2 separate regions of the Gossypium hirsutum genome follow, and region 2 is linked to region 1. Evidence: chromatin contacts called from public Hi-C data. All regions are on one chromosome and are shown on one strand. Each heading gives the region's core, a stretch centred on a gene start, on an enhancer-like site or on the middle of the called end of the contact. The rest is flanking DNA. Distances are from core to core; before and after follow the strand shown.

The links. Hi-C and Micro-C count contacts between places; a contact is called where the count stands out from the background.
Region 2: a contact with region 1 is called in a Hi-C map of leaf, with 4 times the contacts expected there. The contact joins the promoter of LOC107886121 here to the promoter of LOC107886118 in region 1. A contact is called at or near these places in 16 of 34 Hi-C or Micro-C datasets (anther, callus, hypocotyl and 2 more).

Annotation. Positions count from the first base shown.
Region 1 is chrA03:17,152,903-17,160,344 of Gossypium_hirsutum_v2.1, forward strand. It overlaps LOC107886118 (dnaJ homolog subfamily B member 4), which reads left to right and starts at 3,371. Exons shown (of 2, transcript XM_041096571.1): 1 at 3,371-4,220; 2 at 6,308-7,076. The coding sequence starts at 3,601. The coding sequence ends at 6,752.
Region 2 is chrA03:17,286,436-17,293,877 of Gossypium_hirsutum_v2.1, forward strand. LOC107886121 (ATPase 11, plasma membrane-type) reads left to right here and starts at 3,509. Exons shown (of 21, transcript XM_016809957.2): 1 at 3,509-3,746; 2 at 3,838-3,940; 3 at 4,063-4,182; 4 at 4,267-4,365; 5 at 4,462-4,599; 6 at 4,722-4,856; 7 at 4,953-5,339; 8 at 5,426-5,545; 9 at 5,641-5,760; 10 at 5,864-5,986; 11 at 6,090-6,194; 12 at 6,323-6,467; 13 at 6,700-6,864; 14 at 6,970-7,208; 1 more. The coding sequence starts at 3,887.

The sequences.
Region 1 (7,442 bases), core at 2,121-4,620:
TTGGTTCTACATGCAATTCATTTCTGGTTATTTAAAGCTAATGAAGGGATTGATTGTGTTGGATCATCGGTATGCCCTTTAGCATAGCATAAAAAAACTATTTTAGCGGCCACAAGCCATGAATATACCTTTAACAATATGAAAACAACACTGGTACGAACGTGATTCCTCTACCTATGTCGAAATCTCAGTTGTAACACAAAAATCCTGGCCTATATGTGATTCACCTGGAAGTGCACGATCAAAAAAAAATCTCAAAACCATTCTAGAAAGAAAACTAAACTATTTTTGTTGCTAGTCAACGACAATATCAAGTAACCTAAAATAAATATTAGGCTTCCTTTTATTTGAAAACTACTTTAAATGGTCATTAACCATTAAGAGAAAAAAATTGGATATAGTCTTTAAATGTGATTCTCTCTTTTACTTATAGAAATATCAATTTAATTTAAATCCTAGCCTAATCCCCTTAACCAAATCTTATTAAATACAATATTTAATAAATTCAAAAAGGTAGATTTATATATTTTCACATTATTTTAATTGAATCCTCTTTATATATGTGCATCAAGTATGTCCATATATTATGATTAATTTTAATGTTATCAAATTAAATTAATTATTAGAACATTTCTATAATCAATTTAACTTTTATGACATGTTAAACATAATTTGAACTTTTATCACATTTTGTTCATCCCAACCAAAGGGTGTGACCCAATAAGATCATGTAAAGTTAGCAGTAACATTAAAAAAATTCTCATGTTACAAACATTGAGCGACATCTAGCAATGCATCACTGCTACCCAAGTCGCAGGAAGTCATGATTCGACATAGCCTTCTGTGATAATATTATTATGTAGTTTATCCATGTATCATTTATATCTAGATTGAACACAAGTCATGGAATAGTCACACTTGTATAGTTCAATCTATTATTCATTGATTCTCAAGTAGACTAAGATAAACAAATAAGTGTGATATCTCATATCAATTAATTTGAGCATTATTATGCATTTCTAGTCTCACTCAATCAAGAGGCCTAAAATATTTCTCTCATTATATAGGAAGGACAAATCCTATCTTGATCACTCACATCCTACCACACAGAGTGTGGCACACCCAATATCAGTCTTTATAGTATAATTTTTTACGAAAGGCATTTAACTGTGTCACAGCATACGACTTACAATGTTGGAACAATGATGATCTCAAGTTTAAGGATCATACATGCAATTATTACCATGAGAAATATTGTGACTATTACATAATAATCCAAGAAACATTCTCATGGTGAGTCAGTCCAGTATATTGTTCTCTAATATATACTTATGTGTTGATTTGGTATCATATATTTATAACAACATTTGTCATCAATCAAACACATATTAATTTCAATGTATTAATATTGTCTAAGCTTACAATAATTTTTTATTAAGGACATTTAAAAATGAGCATATCATTCTTTGGACATTATCATTGTACAATTTATCTAAACATAAAAATAAATATTGAAAATAATGACAATATCTTTTATTGATAAACTAGGTAAAAGTAGGTTATTACAATCATCATATGACTAATGTTTAGGCATACTTCAACAGATTGAACATATATAATTAGAGCTCAAATAATTTGTAATTAAGTTTCGACTTTTCGCTTATTAATTACAACATTATTTAGTTATGAAGTCATTTCACTAAAGTATCATGACTAAGCTCTCTCTTATTATATATCATTACAAAAGTCACTCATTGAGTGCTTGTCCAATAACCTTGTCATAAATGTGTTACCTTTATAGGATATCCTTAATATCTTTAGGATAAGTTCATTCTCCCAATATGATCCTATTTTATCTCATGGTAACCATTACATCTTCCTCAACAAAAACTCAATTATTAACAAATAATAATTAAACCATTTATCTCTAAGTCAAATGACTCGTGGCCACATTATTTTTCATCCGCCATGTAATGTCAATGAGAGGATATCATTTACACTTTATCGAGCCATGAATTCCATTGTTGTGGAATAATGCTACATCATGTAGAAATCTTGTACTCAACGTACCAACTTTTGGTTCATTATCTATTTGAACTCAATTTTTGATTTACATCAAAGTATACGAGTCACACATACATAGTCTATCACCCACTTAGGATTAAGGTATATCACACTATGAACGTTATAAGCGAATAAATTCGTAAATGGATCTAGGATCTATTCTACTTGAGTCATGTATAATGTACTTTATTATAGTCAGTCATATCTATGTCTCTATTTTTCAAGAGACATCTGCTTCTATACCTAAGTTAAGATATCTTCCAATTGGACTTGATAGACAACATATTAGTCTTTTATTCGATTTGCTCAATTTTGATTAGACTAAGAATGTATTTAGATGTATAATGTACTTTATTCCAGTCAGTCATATATATGTCTCTATTTTTCAAGAGACATCTGCTTCAATACCTAAGATAAGATATCTCCCAATTGGACTTGGCAGGCAACATATTAATCTTTCAATTGATTTGTTCAATTTTGATTAGACTAAGAATATATTTAGATTATCTATTAATATAAATTGTATTTCTGTATTACGATCCGATCACGTAATTCCATTTAATATTAGTTAAACGTGAGATAATCAATGAGTAAAATAAAGTATTATAATAAAAATTGATTTCGATTACTGAAGGTTTATGGTTTGTCATAAAATATACTTCATTCCCATGAGTAAGGATCAAACCTTGAAACTCCAAGCTTGTGATTATGGGATGAAGTAAACAACCACCACACCACGCCTCATCGTTATGTATAAAATTGGTGATTTTGATTCAAACTCTAAAAAAATCAATAAAGTTAACCTCCAACATTTACAAAATGTCAAATTATAATTTTTAAAAATGGTTGGTCATAAAATATACTTCATTCCCATGAGTAAGGATCAAACCTTAAACCTCTAATCTTGTGATTATGAGATGAAATAAACAACCACCACACTACACCTCATTATTTTATATAAAATTTGTGATTTTAATTCAAACTCCAAAAAATTCAATAAAGTTAACCTCCAACATTTACAAAATGTCAAGTTATATATATTTTTAAAAATTTATAAAATTTAAGATTTTAATATTTTTGAGCAATTTTTAATTATATGTATTTTTTAGACACAATGTCTAAATTACTTATAGCTCCTCCCACCACATAAATAAAAAGATAATGTATTTCTATATACTTAAATTCACATATTCCTATCTTAGGAATAATATAAATACCAATCAAATTACTAATATTTAAAAAAAAAATCGAATCCGTTTAAACTTTTGCATCTAAATATATCAATTGTTTGCCATATCTTAGAAACGTAGTTAGCAGCACGTTATTCGTATAGGCCCCATACCTTTTTGAAGATATCATCTTGTATTATTATATATTACGAAAAGATTCATTTTTTCTTTTTATTTTTTAACCGTCAGATCTTCTTTTCCCTTCACAGCCTTCCCTTCCATAATTCAGTTTCACATTCTCCGTTTCTTCCTCAATATTTTCTTTCTAGCCAAACAAACAGAAGAAAGAAAAAAAAAACACAGAATCATGGGCGTCGATTATTACAATATTCTGAAAGTGAATCGCCACGCCAACGAAGAGGATCTCAAAAAGGCTTACAGGAGGCTGGCCATGATTTGGCACCCCGACAAGAACCCTTCCTACAAAAGACCCGAAGCCGAAGCCAAATTCAAGCTTCTCTCCGAAGCTTACGATGTTCTATCAGATCCGAAGAAACGACAGATCTACGATCTTTACGGTGAGGAGGCTCTCAAATCCGGACAATTCCCGCCTCCTAACCAATCTCACGCTTCCACGTCGGCGTCTTATCCCCGCGGAGCTGGCCATTACTATAACAATAGTAATAATAATCAGAGGCAGCAGCAACCTAATACGGATTCTTTCAGGTTTAAGCCGAGGGATGCAGATGATATATACGAGGAGCTGTTTGGGGCGGAGGCCAATGGTGGAAGAGGAAATAGAGGGTTTAGAGAAGCGCATTTTAGGAATAGTAATGGTTACGGGACTAGTACCACTACTAGTAATGGAGAATTGAGGAAAGCCGCTGCCGTGGAAAATGTGTTGCATTGTAGCTTGGAAGAGCTTTATAAAGGTGCCAAGAAGAAAATGAGGATTGCGAGGAATGTTTTTGACCCTTCTGTCTCAGGGTAAGCTAAGCTTCTTCTTTTTTTCTTTTTTTTAATTTATAAGTCTTTTAACTTTAATGATGGATAAATTGATTTTTGTCTTTTGATATTATTATTTTTTATTGGGATTTATGCCATTGAAAAGACGAGAACTTTGTTTGTTTGATAGTGAAATGTTTGTTGGAGTACAAAGAACCCTTTTGTTGCTTGATGGCAGGCAATGCTATATTTTTAATTGCTTCTTATAAAGATGCAAATGATATATTCTTACTAGAGTTGACTGTTGAGTTTGAGCTACATTCTATTTGGCATCCAATGCTAGTGGTGTGAGTAATTAAGATACTTTTCCTCCAACTAGTAGTTCGCAATTTGAATAGGATGGATTGTTCTACATGATTGTTTTTTCTTTGGATTAAATTTCTTGTTCTTTTTGGTTTTACCTATGGTCAGAAAGTATTTCGAGTTGTTTGCTATGAATACCGGTCAACTGAAGCACTTTCACTTTTACTTAAATGGTTGACTCGAGGAAGGAAAGGTCATCTTCTGTTTTCTTGATGATCATAAGAAGTACCAAACCATAATTTTGTGGAATGTGAGATTAGCAATAGGCAAGCAGAGACTGTTGATTCTGTTAGCATTCCCTAGTCAGGTATTTCAGGTTGGTTAGAGATCATATGTTCAAACATTGCTACCCTCCTACCGTACAGAATAAGTGAATTCCTGTTAAGGGTGATCAACTATTTGAACATCACAGCTTTGAAGATGCTTTGTGAGGGAATCTAGTGATTTTGAGTCACCTAAATCTCCTCAATAATCTCACTTAAAATTTCTGTAAGGTACTTATCTCTTCTAGACTGTAAGACGCATTAGTAAGGACATTTTGTTCTCTGAAGTAAAGATTCTGGGAGTTGGATAATTCTGTTTCATTTTTTGGCAGGAGAATATTCTGGGATAAGAATTGGTTTATACACCCTGTATCATTCCATCTTTAAAGGCATCACCCCCAGTGGGGAATTCTGTTTATGGATCTTGCTAACATGTCATATTGTTCTTCTGGGTTGGCATAAATAATGGTTTCTGTCTTGGATTTTGTAGTTGTTTTGAGGTGGGATCCTTTTATTTGTTTTGGATGTATGGTTAAGTTTTAAAACAAGATTACCCAAGTCAAAGATGACTGTGTTTACTCCTGAAGTAATCTTTCCAAATGTAAGGACTAAATGTTACTGCAAATCTAATTTTCTAAAGTGCCAAATGATGCTAAGATACTCCTCGCTCTTATGAGTTATGAACCAAATATGAGTAACTCCTCCACCTCCAGGTCTTTTCCTTCTCAGAAGCTCCACAAAAAATGTGATTATCTACTTACATTGAGACAATATCTGGTCATGTTGCCGACAGGCTACTGTCTCTTGTGTATTCCCTTCTGAAATCTTGGGCTTTGAGCAAGAAAACATTTTCCCAACTTGGACATTAAACTCCATTCCAGTGAGTTGTAATTTGGTCATTTTAACTAACGCCCTTCCACATATCGTAGAGGTTGATTAGGATCAGTATTATTGTAGATTCGATGCTTCTGTATAGCACATAACAACTTAAGCTGTAACAGTTGAGGAAAAAAAAATGGAAAAGAGAATATAAAGCCCAAAAATGTTGCATTAGATCAACATTATAATTAAGATGAGTAAGAGCTTTGTCTTTAGTTTTACTTTTCCTCTTTAGGTGGATGCATGGTTTATGCCTATGAGAAATGTCTAGTACCTATCTTTCCTTTTTCACTACGGACCTAAGTGATATTCATATCCTTGATATTCCTTTGTGGCCTACTACACCAACATTTGCAGGGAAACAGTAGCTCCTCTTTTAGTGTATGCCATTAGAACATATCTGTTATTTGTGGCTATCTATGTGATTTTAAAAATCATCTAGAGAAGTAGAACAGAAAAACAATCATGAACTTTTTGTAGCATTCTCATGTTTGATAGATGATGCTAAGTCTGGCATTGCATTAGTTGGTTTCTATTCAATTTTGTTAATGGTCTTTGTGGTGTTATTTTCATGATTCCTTCTCTCTGTTACTTTGACCTGACAGCTAGGCTACTTTCGTGCAGTAAGTTTAGGACTCTGGAGGAGATATTGACCATTGAAATAAAACCTGGTTGGAAGAGGGGCACAAAGATCACATTCCCTGAGAAGGGTAATGAGGAGCCCGGTGTAATTCCTGCTGATGTGATTTTTGTGATAGAGGAGAAGCCACATGCTACTTATAAGAGGGATGGTAACGATTTGGTCGTCAATCAAGAGATTACTCTGCTAGAGGCCCTCACAGGTAGGACTCTTGACCTAACTACCTTGGATGGGAGGAGTCTCATGATACCACTAACTGAGATCGTCAAGCCTGGTGCCGAGATTGTGGTTCCAAATGAAGGAATGCCTATCTCGAAAGAAGCTGGGAGGAAGGGTAATTTGAGGATCAAGTTAGATGTCAAGTACCCATCAAGGCTAACCACAGAACAGAAATCTGAGCTAAGGAGAGTTTTGGCCAGTGTTTCGTAACATTTTAAATATTAGTAGGTCTTGGACTTTTGGTTGCATGTAAATAGTGTGTTTACAGTCGTAAGATTGAAGATTTGGAAGTTTTTGGGTTTCCCATTTTTCTTCCTTTTGGTTTGGAGGAGCTGAGAATTGGCTATCCATTTTAATCAACCATTTGGAGATCAAGTGGGAATAGGTTTCATTCTAACTGGAAGGATAGGGTTCATTTGGGGCTAAATAGGTAATTAGACCGGAGCTTTATCTATAATTTATATATTTTTTGTGTGTGGGTTTTTCGCTCACAAACTAAATGGAATATATAGAAATGTGATATGCCTTTGGATTTTTGGCTTTGCTTAAAGGAAACAATTGATTGGTGATTCTCTTGATTTTTGTTCTTTGGGAATTATGTTATGATCCTTTTGAATCATAAAATATCGTTTGGAAATGTAATCTTGTCTTGCCTTGATTAGATTCATCAAAATATTGTTGCTTGTCAATAGCTGCTAGTGTTAGCCCTAGAAATGCATGCATGAACATGAAAATTGAAGTCATAAGCAATGTAACTTATTGGAGATGTGCAATCTTAAAGTCTGATAATGCGCATGGGTAAAGATTGGTTGCATATTGTCTGGTATATGATGCATCTATTAGGTCACTTAGCTCCAAATAAAAGTATCATAGAGGTCCATGTAGTAAGAATTGAGTTGC
Region 2 (7,442 bases), core at 2,259-4,758, 130 kb after region 1:
AACAATCAATTTTAAAATGCTTAAAAAATCCATTTAATACTACTCGATGGGACTTTTTCTTCCAACATGTAATTAACAAAATCTTATTTTCTATCTGATCGTAACGATTGTCCTATATGGTAGTTTCGGAGCGGCATTTATTCCGATTATGACCTGGTAATCTGCAAACTCCACACAACTTCCCATCGGATTTCTCTCTAATGTCCATTTTGTTACGGATTCTAGATGATTGCGGACGACCTTTTGGGTTCCTACGCAACCCTTTGTCTAGGACAAGCTCGAATGTCGTCGGAGGAACCTCCCAAGTAGATAGGTCATGAAGTACAGGAAACTCATTCTCCCATACACGCAACGTGCGTTCGAGGGTATACACTTCATCGATAAATTGATCCACATTGAGCGAGACTTTAGCACAAGCTGCTACAACATGTGCACAAGGATAATGAAGTGTCTGGAACCTCCTACAATCGCACCGTCTATTTCGGAGATCAACTTCGTAGGACCTAGGTGATATACCGGGTCAACGACCGATGGCCTCTGTAACGCGAAACGTTTCATTACGTCGTGAATATATGGTCTCTGTAACGCGAAATGTTTCATTACGTCGTGAATATACTTCTACATTCATCAACCTCGCCATCCGACGGTTTGCAACCATTGCATCTCTGACATATTCGACAAACACGTGTCCTGCCTCTATCTGGTTGACTTGTTGCTGACCCCTTCTTGGCATTAAGGTAGCCAACCTGTAGAATGTAGCCGAGAAGATAGATGAAATCGGAAGATGTCGTGTTTTTAATAACACAGCGTTGATGCCCTCCACCAAGTTTGTAGTCATTTGACCGTAACGAAAGCCCTCGTCAAAACTTTGAGCCCATTGCCACGGCTCCATGGTACCCAACCATTGCCGGAAAGATGTGTTCGTTTGACCTTCCATGTCATTCTCAAGTCGAGTCATCCTTTGCCGAAAAATGTGTGGCTCAAGCTCGTACGCTGTGTATGTATTAAGAAAATATAAGTTACAGTCTCATCACAAAACATTAGGTTATATATTGAAAGGATAAGGTTATTCTTTACCCATTTTCACAACTTGTCTCTTCCAGTCTGCATTCTTATAATCTCGATGAAAATTAGACGCAATGTGCCGTATGCAGTAATCAGATCTCCATGGCACACCGGAACGCCTAATGGCAGTAATTAATCCTTTCCCTCTATCGGAGATGATGCAAATACTATCATTACTAACAACAAACCTCCGCAGGTTTGTAAGGAAGAATTCCCATGACTCCATATTCTCTTTATCTACGATGGCAAACGCAATCGGGAGCACGTTATTGTTCCCGTCCTGAGCAATCGCAAGAAGTAAAATCTGTGTATATTTACCGTATAGCCATGTCCCATCTACTTGCACAAACGGCTTGCAGTGGGGAAATGCACATACACATGGATCAAACGTCCAGAACATCCGTTGGAAAATTCTTTTTCTCGGTTGTAGTTGCTCATCCGGGCCATAATAAGGTCGTGTCTGCAACTCAATGGCAGTCCCTGGTACGTACTCCCTTATAGCGGCAATCCATCCCTGCAACTTATTATATGATGCATCGAAATCTCCTTACAATTGCTCAATTGCCATCTGTTTAGCTATCCATGCCTTCCGGTATGACATTCGATACTGGAATCGTACCTGTATTTCGGCAATCAGTACCGAAACCTTAATGGTCGGCATGTCTTCAACCATTGGCATGATGCACGTACAGATAGTTTTGGAATCAAGTTTTCGATGATCTTCTGTCATACGTGATGAAGTGCATGTGTGAGGCCTAACAAATTTTCGTATCTCCCACATCTGCGACTTTTGGATAAATGCAGCTCGTATCTGCCAATTGCAGCCTTTCGCTGACTTTCAACACTCTCCAATATATAATGTCGGTTTAGACACGACGACTTTATAGTCTACTGATATATTCATACTATACCGGTTAATGGCAAATACGCACTCTTCCTTATTTTCGAATCTCTGGCCTACGAACAACTCCTCAGGATCTGAATATACTGCCATCCGATGAGCAGATTGTATTTCAGGGTACTTTGGGAACTCGGCTACATGCGCCGCATCGGGGTCTATCCGAGACATGTGTACCCCAGGATTATTATGTATCACAATACGACGAATCTGGTTCCCGACTGAAGACGCATTAACATTTACTTCCTCATTCACGCCTTCATCGTCAATATCATCCGGGACCTCATCCACGTCGGGATTACTTTCACTATCGACTTCATGATCAGAAGGATCACTACTATGGTAAACATCATCACCAACCACAGCAGTCTCGGGTGCAGCATTAAGATCAATGTCAATCCCATGTATAGTTGATTGACTACTAACGTATGATACCGGAACCACCATACACGGTTCTTGAGCTCCATCTTCTTCACCTAATAGAGTTGCATCTTCAGTTTCCTCCACACCAGCTAACTCAGCAAATAACTGAATCGGTGCATTTTGGTTGCTCCAAGTCCCACAATAAAGAGCGACCATTGTCTCCACGTCTTCATCGTCTACAAGTTCCATTTCGGTGAATTTTATGGGATCCGTCGAAACTGGAAACTTGTAGAAAAGTTTCGAGATCCTTCTCTCACAATGTTTATAAATTTTTTCACTAATTTTTTCCTTCATATCATCAAAAGAGATATTTCTATTGAATCTCATTGCTACTTGTTTGCGACATTCAAATATACATCCTATGCTTGTTGTCAAAATTTCTCCATCAAAATAAACGCATACGAAAAACTGATTCTCCATATTCAATACTAGATCTGTTAAAAAAATTTCAAAATTCTCAAAATAGTTTCGAATAGCAAAAAAGTTACATAAAATTTTTAATGCAAAATTTTTTATTCAGAAGCTAACAAAATTATTAATCTAACAAACTTTTAAATAATAAAATTTCTAACAAAATTCTACATCCTATTTAAAAATAAATAAATTAAAATACCTTATCATTCTTCTTACTTTCCTTTCTTTCCTTCTTCTCACTCTCTTCTTACTTCTATTTTGCTGCTAAATTTTTGTATATTCTTCATCTAATTTTCGGGGAATATATAGGGAAAAATTAAGCATATGGGCTCCACCAATTGTGCCTACCAAGAAGGCACAACTAGTCGTGCCTGTCAAACTAGTTGAGCCTGTCAGGTAGGCACAACATATATATATAATAATAATTTTTTAAATAAAAAAATTAATATTAAAAAAATCAAATATGCCTGTCAAATAGACACGACTTAAAAAAATATATCATTTTCGTAATTAATCGCTGACATTCTATTTTAGTGTATAAATTTTTTTTTATAATATTGAGGTAAAAACCTTCTTGATTTAGAAAAGAAAAAGTAGACAGTATAATATAATTCATTTATGGTAGTATAAATTTACAGTCAAGTGGCTTTGGATGTTTTTTCTCAAGTAAAAAATAAAAAAATAAAAAACTAAAGAAAAAGGAAAAACAACTAATAGAAAATGATAGGACTGTTACTTACTGCAGTACTGGATATAGTATATAAAAATCATGTATAAAAAGTTATCAACAACAACACCGCCACTACTTCTTTAAGCGGTTCTTCTTCTTCTCTGTTTGGTCTTTTTCTTTTTTCCTGGTTTGTTGTAGTTTTGGAGTTGTTGGGTTGTTCTCATTTTGGTTCCTCAACAGTAATCTAAATTCAAGATCAAGCCTTTTGAAAACTGGGTATCATTTTTTTCTTTCAACTTTTCTTTTTCTTTTTTCCTCTTCTTGGTAGTTGTGTAATGTCTTCTTTTCTTTTTCTTATTTTTTGCAGCGAGGTAAAGTTCATCTTTTTGGGAGTCTTGAGTTAAGAGCAAGAGAAAATGGGGGATAAAAATGAAGTCTTGGAGGCTGTATTGAAGGAAACTGTGGATTTGGTAAATAGATCTGACCAAACTTTGATGGATTTTGCTTGAGAAATTATGATATGTTTCATGTTCACTAGTGTTTTTTTCTTTTTGGTTCATATTATGAATTATTGTCTGTTTTTTTTTAACAGGAAAATATACCCATTGAAGAAGTTTTTGAGAATCTGAGATGTAGCAGAGAAGGTCTCACTACTGAGGCTGCTGAAGAAAGGCTGACCATTTTTGGACACAACAAGCTTGAAGAGAAAAAGGTACTGTCTTTATCTTTACAATTCCTTTAACTTTTCTATGCCTTCTGTTTTCTGAGTTCTGATTTAGGCCTCTTTACCATCCAGGAGAGCAAATTCTTGAAGTTTTTGGGCTTTATGTGGAATCCTCTCTCATGGGTTATGGAAGCTGCTGCTATCATGGCCATTGCTCTTGCAAATGGAGGAGTGAGTGCTTCTTTTAATTAGTCCTATATCAAAATTAGTTCCAAGATCTTTTTGTTTCAGGGTTCTTATTGATGATTTATCTTCTATCTATTGCAGGGAAAGCCACCAGATTGGCAAGACTTTGTTGGTATCATAACTCTGCTTGTCATCAACTCCACCATCAGTTTTATCGAGGAAAATAATGCTGGTAATGCTGCCGCCGCATTAATGGCTCGTCTTGCCCCTAAAGCAAAGGTATTGTTCGAGTTTCTTGTTAGGAGCTTTGTGTATCTGCTTTATGCTATAGGCTGCAGTTTTCTTATGATTTTTTTCGAGTTCTTTGTCGTTGTTAATCGTTAATGAAATCTTAATTAAAGGTTCTTCGAGATGGAAGGTGGAACGAGCAAGATGCTGCTATTTTGGTTCCCGGAGACATAATAAGTATCAAACTAGGTGATATTATTCCTGCTGATGCCCGATTACTTGAGGGTGATCCGCTTAAAATTGATCAGGTAGGTTTTAATATAACTGTTGCTTTGCTTACCATCTTAATATTGATTTATTGAAATCTTAGTTGTTTTTACTGACTGCAATTTTGGTATTTGCAGTCTGCACTAACGGGAGAGTCCCTTCCTGTAACTAAAGGACCTGGTGATGGGATTTACTCTGGTTCTACTTGCAAACAAGGAGAGATCGAAGCTGTGGTTATTGCCACCGGTGTCCATACTTTCTTCGGGAAGGCGGCTCACCTTGTTGATACCACTAACCAAGTTGGTCATTTCCAGAAGGTCTTGACAGCAATAGGGAACTTCTGCATATGTTCTATTGCAGTTGGGATGGTAATAGAGATAATTGTGATGTATCCAATTCAAGACCGGGATTACCGTCCTGGAATTGACAATCTTCTTGTCCTTCTCATTGGTGGGATCCCGATTGCCATGCCTACAGTTTTGTCAGTTACAATGGCTATCGGTTCTCATAGGCTATCCCAGCAGGTTGGTTGGATTTGTTTGAATATTTTTAATCGACCTTGGTGCAAGGTATTTGGTATCCATTGAAGTTTTGTTTATTATTGCTACAGGGGGCAATCACAAAGAGAATGACTGCAATTGAGGAAATGGCGGGCATGGATGTTCTTTGTAGTGATAAGACTGGAACACTGACACTGAACAAACTTACAGTTGACAAAAATCTTATTGAGGTCTGCTGGTTATCTATGTTATCTGATTGTAACCGCATGTTTTCTCCGCAGAAGGCAATTCATTGTTTGTAATTGTGTCTGTGTTGATGTATCAGGTGTTTGCCAAAGGAGTAGATGCAGACACTGTAGTTCTGATGGCGGCCCGAGCCTCTAGAACAGAGAACCAAGATGCTATAGATTCTGCAATTGTTGGTATGCTGGCTGATCCAAAGGAGGTAATTGTTCTAATCCCGTGATGTTCTTACCTATCAGGTTTATTATTTTTTCCACTATATTTTCTTGCAGAGTATTTTTATCTTCTTCTTTTGGTTCTTACAGGCACGTGCAGGCATTCGGGAAGTACACTTCCTTCCATTCAATCCTACTGATAAGAGAACAGCTCTAACCTATATTGACAGTGATGGCAAAATGCACAGAGTTAGTAAAGGTGCACCTGAGCAGGTAGCTTGTTCTTCCCTCCTTTATTCCTGAATTTGATCCCTCTTTTTCTTTTTTTAATTTTTTTTATATCACCCTAAACCCTTGCTTTTGAAATGCTTTCTAGATCTTACATCTTGCACACAATAAGACAGACATTGAGAGAAGAGTTCATGCAGTCATTGATAAGTTTGCTGAACGAGGTTTACGATCTCTTGCAGTGGCATACCAGGTAACTTTTGTTGTTTGTTTTCATTACTCTAGCATTATGTGCCTACTGCTATCTGCTGTCTTATCTTTCTGTCTTTTGTAATCAAATCATAACTAACCAAAATGTGTCACTTTTTTCATTAACTGCAGGAAGTTCCAGACGGAAGAAAGGAGAGTCCTGGTGGTCCATGGCAGTTCATTGGTCTCATGCCTCTCTTTGATCCCCCTCGTCATGATAGTGCCGAGACAATTAGGAGAGCTTTGAACCTTGGAGTAAATGTCAAAATGATTACAGGTGGGTTTCTTTTGCAGCTGAATGTGGTTATTGACTTTTCTGGTAGAGGAAACGGAGCAATGAAAAAAGCTTCTGAGGACATATATAGTTTGTCATATATCTTGGATGGTGGGATGGACTTTGATTTCGTGCAATGAAGCGTTGATTCCTTGGATGTGATACTATTATATATAGTTTTCAAGTATGTTGGCATTGTATTAATTCCAGTTTATGAATGGCAAACTTCTCTCAGGAGATCAACTGGCAATTGGAAAGGAGACTGGGCGCCGTTTGGGCATGGGAACCAACATGTATCCTTCGTCTGCTTTGTTAGGACAGGACAAGGATGAATCTATAGCTGCTTTGCCAGTTGATGAACTAATTGAGAAAGCGGATGGCTTTGCTGGTGTTTTCCCTGGTAATTATCGTTTGAGATTAGATTTTTGTTTGATTACATCATAAATTGTCTTGTTTTTGGTTTTCTTTTGGTTTCTTCAATTTTCACTGAATTGTGTTGCTGCAGAGCACAAATACGAAATTGTGAAACGCTTGCAAGCCAGGAAACATATCTGTGGCATGACTGGCGATGGAGTTAATGATGCTCCTGCTCTTAAGAAAGCTGACATCGGGATAGCTGTGGCTGATGCAACTGATGCAGCACGTAGTGCTTCTGACATTGTCCTTACTGAACCTGGACTTAGTGTCATCATCAGTGCTGTCTTGACCAGTCGTGCCATTTTCCAAAGGATGAAAAATTACACTGTATGCTCTCAGTGACTCTGATGTGTGGTTCATTTACTCGGTTCGATTTTGGAAATGCTGTTGAGAATAAATTTTTTCTGTAGTCTGCCATTCCTTTATTGGCAGGATGTGGTTACTTCTTCTGAGTGTGCTTATTTTTGTCTTTTTTGTGGGCAGATTTATGCAGTTTCCATCACGATCCGTATTGTGGTAAGTGGAAGCTTTTTTTCTTCTAACTGTTTCGCCTCTCCCATC